2 separate regions of the Capra hircus genome follow, and region 2 is linked to region 1. A link is a contact called in public Hi-C data. All regions are on one chromosome and are shown on one strand. Each heading gives the region's core, a stretch centred on a gene start, on an enhancer-like site or on the middle of the called end of the contact. The rest is flanking DNA. Distances are from core to core; before and after follow the strand shown. Region 1 overlaps LHFPL3 (lipoma HMGIC fusion partner-like 3 protein). Region 2 overlaps LHFPL3 (lipoma HMGIC fusion partner-like 3 protein).

What was found. A called contact is a pair of places that touch in the nucleus more often than the background predicts.
Region 2: a contact with region 1 is called in a Hi-C map of blood, with 4 times the contacts expected there. The contact joins two enhancer-like sites. A contact is called at or near these places in 2 of 5 Hi-C or Micro-C datasets (both in blood).

What each region holds. Positions count from the first base shown.
Region 1 is chr4:74,158,019-74,162,683 of ARS1.2, reverse strand. The region is part of intron 2 of LHFPL3 (lipoma HMGIC fusion partner-like 3 protein); the gene reads left to right. Among named protein-coding and RNA genes, the nearest start is that of KMT2E, 61 kb to the right of the region's middle. Within about 2 kb of position 1,658, at least 2 of the 5 cell types and tissues checked have an H3K27ac peak or open chromatin away from gene starts, as enhancers often do.
Region 2 is chr4:74,201,891-74,206,506 of ARS1.2, reverse strand. The region is part of intron 2 of LHFPL3 (lipoma HMGIC fusion partner-like 3 protein); the gene reads left to right. Among named protein-coding and RNA genes, the nearest start is that of KMT2E, 110 kb to the right of the region's middle. Within about 2 kb of position 2,221, at least 1 of the 5 cell types and tissues checked has an H3K27ac peak or open chromatin away from gene starts, as enhancers often do.

The DNA of each region.
Region 1 (4,665 bases), core at 409-2,908:
ACATTTACAATCTAAAAAAATACACCAAACTAGTGAATATATGAAACACAAGCAGACTCACAGATACAGAGAACAAACTAGCGTTTACCAATGGGAGAGGGAATCAGGAGGGGCAATACAGGGGAAGGGGATTAATAGGTAAAAACAATTGTATATAAAATAAGCTACAGTGATTTATCGTACAGCAGAGGGAATATAGCCAATATTTTGTAATAACTGTAAATATAGTATAACCTTTAAAAATGTGAATTTTATATATATTACATACTTATAACATATAATATTGTACCTCCAACTATACTTCAATGTAAAAAATTTTAAAGAAGAAATAATAAACCATGCTGGAATATGGAATGTGCTGGGAGATACTGAGAAGGTGGTTCTTGAGTTGGCCTCAAGACTAAGCCAGCTTTAAATGATCTAGGGAGGAGAGAGGAGGGGTGAAATGCGAGGGCCCAGCCTGTGCTGAACATGTGGGGAAATTGGAAGGACAACCTTGACGGCTTCTTGCCACAAAGACTCTGCCACCAGTAATGATTTCATTCTATTAAATAAGAAACAAAATAATAAAACAAATAATGGCTAACCTAAGGTAATGCTAAAGACTTTGTGTTTATTATCTTGCTTAACCCTCATAACATCATGAGGTGTGCGTGTACTAAGTTGCTTCAGTTGTGTTAGACTCTGTGCAACCCTGAGGACTGCAGCCTGCCAGGCTTCTCTGTCCATGGGATTCTGCAGGCAAGAATACTGGACTGGGTTGTCATGCCCTCCTCCAGGGGATCTTCCCGACCCAGGGATCGAACCTGCGTCTCTTACATCTAACCTGCATTGGCAAGTGGGTTCTTTACCACTAGGGCCACTTGGAAATATCATGAGGTAGAACTGTACCTCAACCCATTCTACAGAGGACTAAACTGAAGCTCAGAGAAATTCAGTAACTTGCCCAAGAGCATGTTGCTAGAGAACAGCAAAGTTCCAGACCCTGGCTCTTAACTGCTGGATTCAACTTCCTCTAGTTAATCAGTGACACAGTTTTCACTGTTGGCATTTCCCCACCACCTAGATAACCGAACAGAAAGTAAACTAATTTTAAATTAGCTCCAGTTAATATTAAATAATAAAGCATTATCTGAATTAGTCTCAAAGTGATGATTCTTAACCTTTGGGAGTGAGAGTCCCCTCTGAAAATCTGACATCAGTTAAAGACCCTCATCCAGAAATATGTGCATATACACACAAAGTCTGCTTTGAACTTCAGGGACTTCCTGAAGCCCTGGAACAGCCCTAAGTTACCACTTCTTGACCTCACACTTCCAGATCCCAGAAAAGCCCCTCCAAGTACAGATGGTGTGGGTGTCACATTCAGTCCCAACATCCCCTCCATTAGCACAGATCATCAAGGTTGCTGGCGCAGCTGCTCTGCCTCTGTGTGCTCAGCAACTCAGTCGTGTCCAACTCTTGGCGACCCTACTAACCAAAGGCCGCCAGGCTCCTCTGTCCATGGGATTCTCCAGGCAAGAATACTGGAGTGGGCTGCCAACATGTAATCAAATCATAAACTCTCTTCAACCATATTTGTTCTATTGAATAAGCATTTGAATTCTTGGCGAGCCTCATGGTCTGGGAACGCTGATGCTTTCGTTCTGCCAGTGTGAAGGGGAGCAGGCTGTGGGTGGGCCTTCTGGAACAAGGTTGTGTGACCAGATGCTATTGCTGATGCCTCCCATACTGTCAGGTGCTGGGGTGGTCAGAAGTCACTTCCACCCTAGGGATCAGGAAGATAAACAAACAGAATTAACCGAACTCCCGTCCTGGAGCAGTCCTGCCCCATGTGTATTGGAGGAGGTCAAAAGTATAATAAATAGTTTCCTTTCCCCTCACTCTGAGTTTAGCAACAGTGTTTTTCTCCTCTTTAATTTTTTTCTAGGCAAGGAACAAAACACAGACAATGTACTATAATGTTAAAAAAAATGTGTTTAGGAGACAGATGTAGATTTAAATCCTAGCTTCATAACTTACTCAGGCAAGTTACTCAGCATCTCTGAACCTCTGATTTCTGCTTTAGAAAATGTGGACACCAGTGTTTATCTTACAGAATTGTTGTGAGGATTAGAGAAGACAATACACTTATGTTCCTGACACATCATAAGTACTTAATAAGCAGCCACTAAAATCAGACCTCATGGTACTTGTATTTCTGGCTATCAGGTTCACACTGAGATTAATAGCCCCACTGGATGGGTTTGCATAAGTCCTAGCATATCAAAAGCTATTGTGATCTCAAGGAAATATAAAAGAACCATAAACCCTAACCTCAATTGTCCAGAGGCCATAACTGCTTTCTTAGATTTCTCTTCATTCTTGGCACAGAGCTTGGTGAACAGCTGAATGATGGCAGATACATGTGGACCACAAGTTACTACGGGAGAGGCAGGATCCCCTTAAAAAATCAATAAGTGGAGCAGATGTCCTGTTTACTGTTAACAAGACAAGAAGACAAGGTTAGTGTTAAATCATAGCTACCCTGAAGAACACTTTGTGTGGGGAAGAGGCTTGGTCTTCAGAAGTTCTCTGCAACCCTCTGGTTCCCTGAAAGGAATTGGCTATAAAGCACCTTTGGGCAAGCCCTTCATCTCTGAGCTTGGATGTTAGGAAAAGCCTTGGGGAAATCAGCTGGATTTACTTATATCCCAAATCTTCAAAGCAAAAAAAAAAAAAAGAATTTGAATTTACAATGAAAGACTCACAATACCTTAAAGAGTGAACAAAGTAGAACTCAGGATCAAGGGGAAAAGGTGAAGCAGATGTGATAGCCCTAAAAAGCACCACAGCTGTAAACTTCACTCTGCACTTTTTGAACAAAAAGAGAGACAGAACGTTTCCTAGCTCTCATCAGAAAAAAAAACAAAATGCCATTCATGGAGGGAGGCACAACTCTTTCCTGGTACTAAACTCTGGTGAGAATTTCCTAGCTCTCATCAGAAAAAAATAAAATGCCATTCATGGAGGGAGGCACAACTCTTTCCTGGCACTAAACTCTGGTGAGAATTTCTCATATAGAACATACATAAGGAGCTGGAATCATGCCAGGTCTGTCCTCAACAACTGTTTTACAGTAAATACATGGTTTTAATAGCTGTTTATTGTAGTGACCTCAAGGGAGATGTCAGACAACACCAGAACAAGGGGCATTCCAGTACTAGTGGCTGGAATGTCTTCCAGAATGAGTGGCTTAGTGTCTTCAAAAAGTCAGTATCCTGAAAAGAAAGGGCGAGAGAGAAATGTTTAAGCTAAAAAGAGGCAAGATACTGACGATACATAACCATTTTCAATGCAAGAATCTTGCTTGGTTGGTGAAGAAAATCATTGTAAGACATTTTGGTGATAGTCTAAGAATCATGAATATGGATGGATTATATTTAGATGATATAGGGAATTATTGTTAGAACCAAGGACACAGTGATAAAGAATCTGCCTGCAACACAGGAGCCACACAGGAAACGTGGGTTCAGTCCCTGGGTCCGAAAGAGCCCCTGGAGATAGGCATGGCAGTTCACTCCAGTGTTCTTGCCTGGAGAATCCCATGGACAGAGGAGCCTGTGGGATACAGTCCACGGGGTCTCAAAGAGTTGGACATGACTGAAGCGACTCAGCACATACACACATGATGATGGTACAGTGGTGTGTGAAAGACTATCTCTTTCTTTATCATTTATATTTAGAAGTGCATCCTACAACATTTAGTGAAGTGAAGTCGCTCAGTCGTGTCCGACTCTTTGCGACCCGGTGGACTATAGCCCACCAGGCTCCTCCGTCCATGGGATTCTCCGGGCAAGAATACTGGAGTGGGTTGCCAATTCGTTCTCCAACAACATTTAAAGGTAACTTAAATATTTACCTTTAGGGAAATACACATACATACCTACCAGAATGATATTTGACAAAATGTGTAAGCTGTATTGAATTTAGTGAGGGATACATGTATCGGCATATATCCTACTATGTGTTTGAGTATTTTCACAAGAAGCAAAAAAAGAAGACACAGGGAGAAATCTCAGAGTAGCATGTACCCTCCATGTGCCAGAGAGAAAAGCCTGCAAAGTATGCTGGGTACACCAGTCTAGGAGGAAAGAACTTGTTATGGACCAAATTATGTCTCCCCCTCAGTTTGTTATATTGAAGTACTAACCCCCAAAACTGAAGAATGTAAACACAGTGAGAGATAGGCTCTAAAGTGGGGTCATTAAGAAAGGCCCTGATCCAATGTGACTGGAATTCTTGTAAAAAGAGAAGGTCTAGACGCAGACACACACCCAAGGAAAATGGTGTGGAGAGGCAGGGGTAACACAGCCATCTGCAAGACAACAAGGGAGGCCGAGAACAGATCCCCCAGAAGAAACCAACGTGTGGGCATCTTCATCTTGAACTTCTAGCCTCCACAACCGCCAGGAAATAACTTCCTCTTGTTTAAGCAGCCCAGTGTGTGATACCGGGTTAAGGCAGTTCTAGCAAACTAGCAGAAAACACCTTGATTTGCCGCCAGAGCCCAGGGAGGTTTTCCGTATGCTGTCCAACCTTCCCTGGCGCTGCAGTGCGAACTCCGCAGAACCCACACGAGGCAGAGCGGGACTACAAGGCTCGTCAGAAGGTAATACCTTCTGA
Region 2 (4,616 bases), core at 972-3,471, 43 kb before region 1:
GGAAATTCCTCAGAAAATTACACAGTTCCTATATAACCCAGGAATTCCACTCCTAGTTATATGTACCTAACAGAAATGAAAACGTACATCACACAGTAACTTGTACAAGAATGTTTAGCGCAGCGTTACTCATAATAACCATAAGTTAGAAACAAATACTATTCAGCTGAAGAATGAATACGCAAAATGTGGCATATTCATACAGTGGTATACTATTTGGCAATAAAAAGGAATGGAGTCCTGAATTATGCTACAACATGGATGAACCTTCAAAACATTTTGCTAAGTGAAAGAATCCAGTCACAAAGGATCGTCATGTGTTCCATGATTTCTTTTATAGGAAATGCCCTGAATAGGCAAATCCAGAGAGACAGAAGGTAAATAAACGAGTGTTTCCAAAGACCAGAGGGAGGGGAGAAAGCAGAGGTATGATGTTTTTGTGGTGATGAAAATATTCTACAATTAGTTAGTAGTGCTGGTTGTGCAACTCTATGAATATATCACAAATCGATGAATTATATTCTTTAAGTGGTGTCTTATGGTATGTAAGTTATATCTTAGTAAAGCTATTACCAAGAAAATAGTTTCTCTTCCACAGGACTTCTCAGTGAGTGGTAAAATCCTCAAGAGGAGTGTATGGTTTATATTTTATTTAGGGTACCTAACTGTTCTCATTTGCCTGGGACTGAAGGCGTTCCCAAACATAACGGTCAGTGCTAAAACTAGAAAAGTCCTAGGCCATCCATGCAATATGGGGGACATACTTACAGTAAAAAAAAAAAAAAAAGAAGTCCAATGTTTATCTGAAATGTAAGCATCCTCTATTTTTATTTGCTAAATCTAGCAACCCTAATTTTACAGGATGATCCAGTTTGTCTAGATCACGTAGAAGCAGAGATCTAGAGTTAAGTTTAAATTTAAGAGACCGACAGTGTTTGAAGTTAAGGAAGAAAGCTCCCAAAGCATTTTGGAACCTTGGCCAAAACTATTACCAAATAGTTCTTCAGAAATCTCTTTTCACAACTTTCTGCCTCAAGTTCTCTCATTTCCAAGGTCTACTGCAAAGGGTTCTTGGCAGAGGACTCTTTAAGAATGATATTAATAAATAGTTACATGAAATAATGTGCTTCTTTAAAGTGTTTCATCTTGGATGAAGCATAAACTAGTTCCTCCTGGCATCTGAGTACAGGATGAACTGTATTGTAAGTAAGTCTATTTTTAGCTCACTAGTGTTTTGGAAGACAGGCTGTTAAAAATAGAAGCAGGCCTAGTAGAGTAGAGAAGCAAGAGTGCTTTTCCTCACCGATTAATGAAAATTAAGCTGGTCCTCTGAGCCCGGTACTCTTGCCTGGAAAATCCCATGGACAGAGGAGCCTGGTGGGCTGCCATCTATGGGGTCGCACAGAGTCAGACACGACTGAAGCGAATTAGCAGCAGCAACAGCAGCTGAGCCCAAATGGTTGGAGGGAAGGTGTGTGCCGCCGTATGATCAGGTTAAAAGGCTGTGGCTTGTAATTTGGAAATTAGCATGTCATGTGTCACTGAGGCAGAAGATGAGGGACGTAGCTGTAACGCGAGTTCCCTGGAAATGCACAGATACAGGAAGTCAAGGGCTTGCATGTTTGACCAGGTGAAAGGCGCTGTATTTCAAGAATCCTACTCGCGACCTTGGAAGCCGGGGCTCAATTCAGTGATGGTTCTTTCCATCACTTCTCAGCACTACAGGTTAGCGGCCACCAGGAGGCACCAAAGCAAGGCCATTCCGAAGGACGGCGTCTGACACTCCTGAGCAGCGGGGTGATCATCACAGCCTCCCCTTTGAGATTCCGTGCCCAGTATGTACCTTTCGGCAAAGCAACCGGGTGGGTATGCGCATGGATTTACAGTCAGCCGGTCAAAGATTTCAAACGTGCTCTGGCGCTTAGCACCCTTGCGGCCTCTTTAATCCACAAACAAGGATTATAAAGTACCTCAGGCAGAGGCAAGTGATAAGAATTAAATGAGTCAGTGTCTGGAAAGTGCTTAATACTTAATCCCGTGCTTTTTGCGTCGTAAATTCTCAGTTCCATAGTACACCCTGGAAGCCGCTAGGGGGTTCCGATGCCAATAAGGTCACAGAGAAGGCATTAGCTTTTTTTCATTCCCTTCCATTCTAGAATCTCTTCCCCCTTCCTCTCTCCTTCAGAGATCCCGAGACCTGCTTCAAAAGTCTTCCTTCTGACAATCTGCCAAGGACATTCTCCACAGAAATACAGTGATTCCCAAAGTTCTGTTCAATCCTCTCTACCCAGTGTTTCCCCATGTGGTTCAAAAGCCGCTTGCATCAGAATCATCTGGATCCAGGAAGTGGGGATTTCTGGGGATGGAATCTAGGACTCTGCATTTTAATGAGCTTCCAAAGTCAATCTTATGCATGATAAAACTTGAGACTCTGCTCTATTCCTAGTGAGATTTTTTTAAACAGAGAATATAGTACACATTGATCTCAACCAGCTGTTAACTGATTATCTGATTAAAGTAATTCACACTGAACTGTGAAGAACAAATAAACTCCCCTTTCAGGAGAATTCGCATTCTGGCGTTTTACAAATCTTAATGAATTCCCAATTAGTGAAACGTCTGGGATGGACGTTTAAACGTCTGGGATGGACCTTGCCAGTGACCCATACCTCAGGGGAAGCTTTCTTATGTCCTGGAACCCCAGGCTCACTGACTAGTGGAGTGGAGGGAAAAGAGAAGGAAGAGAAGAAGAAGGCAAAGGAGGAAGAGTGGGAGATGGAAGGTTAGGAGAGGAGTTGGGAGAGGGGTGGACAGAGAGAACCACCCTCCCAAATATCCCCCCTGCAACAGCATGTGTGCTTCAAGCTCATCCAAGTACAGAAGGTCCCAGCTGCAATCCGTTATACTCTATCCCAGAGACATCACAACTGAGGCTTCTATTTTATTTGCTACTCAGTTTATTTTTTTAATACGAAACTGCCCAATTGCCCAGCCTAATATAAAGCTGCTAAGGAGTAATAGCCCCTTGCTCTTTGTTGCTCCCAGACCATTTCTTCTCCCTCTAGGTGGCTATGACCCAGCCTCCAATTATTGGGTGTTCCCCCCTTCTCTCTTACAGCCCCTAAGTGAACTCTTCCTAGCTCATGATTTTAAATACCATCCACACAACTGGTGTTTCCTAAATACATATCTCTAGTCCCACCCTCTCCCCTTGCTGTCCAGACCCTTGTGTCTAACTGCCTCCTCTATGCCTCCCCCTGTAATTGTTGTTCAGTCACTCAGTCGTGTCCGACTGTTTGGGACCCCACGGAGTGCAGCACATCAGGTTCCCTGTCCTTCACCAACTCCTGGAGCTTGCTCAAACTTGTGTCCATTGAGTCAATGATGCCATCCAACCATCTCATCCTCTGTTGTCCCCTTTTCTTCCTGACCTCAATCTTTCCCAGCATCAGGGTCTTTTCTAATGAGTCAGCTCTTTGCATCAGGTGGCCAAAGTATTGGAGCTTCAGCTTCATAATCAGTCCTTTCAATGAATATTCAGGATTGATTTCCTTTAGGATTGACTGTTTGGATCTCTCTGCAGCCCAAGGGACTCTCAAGAGTCTTCTCCAACACCATAGTTCAAAAGCATCAATTCTTTGACACTCAGCCTTCTTTGTGATCCAGTTCTCACATCCATACATGACTACTGGAAAAACCATAGCTTTGACTATATGAACCTTTGTCAGCAAAGTAATGTCTCTGTTTTTTAATACACTGTTTAGTTTGGTCATAGCTTTTCTTTCAAGGAGCAAACATCTTTTAATTTCACAGCTGCAATCACCATCTGCAGTGATTTTGGGAGCCCAAAAAAATAAAGTCTGTCACTGTTTCCATTGTTTCCCCATCTATTTGCCATGAAGTGATGGACCAGATGACAAGATCTTAGTTTTTGAATGTTCAGTTTTAAGCCAGCTTTTTCATTCTCCTCTTTCACCATCATCAAGAGGCTCTTTAGTTCCTCTTTGCTTTCTGCCATAAGGCTGGTGTCATCTGCATATATGAGGTGATTGATATTTCTATCAGCAATCTTGATTCCAGTTTGTGCTTCATCCAGCCCAGTGTTTCTCATGATGTACTCTGCATATAAGTTAAATAAGCATGTGACAATATACAGCCTTGACGTCCTCCTTTCCCAATTTGGAACCAGTCTGTTGTTCCATGTCCAGTTCTAACTGTTGCTTCTTGACCTGCATACAGGTTTCTCAGGAGGCAGGTACAGTGGCCTAATATTCCCATCTCTTTAAGAATTTTCCACAGTTTGTTGTGATCTACGCAGTCAAAGGCTTTAGTGTAGTCAATGAAGCAGAAGTAGATGTATTTCTGGAATTTTTTCTGCCTTTTCTATGATCCAACAGATGCTGGCAATTTGATCTCTGGATCCTTTGCCTTTTCTAAATCCAGCTTGATGCCTTATGACCCAGCAATCCCACTGCTGGGCATACACACTGAGGAAACCAGAATTGAAAGAGACACATGTACCTCAATGTTCATTGCAGCACTGTTTATAATAGCCAGGACATGGAAACAACCTAGATGTCCATCAGCAGATGAATGGATAAGAAAGCTGTGGTACA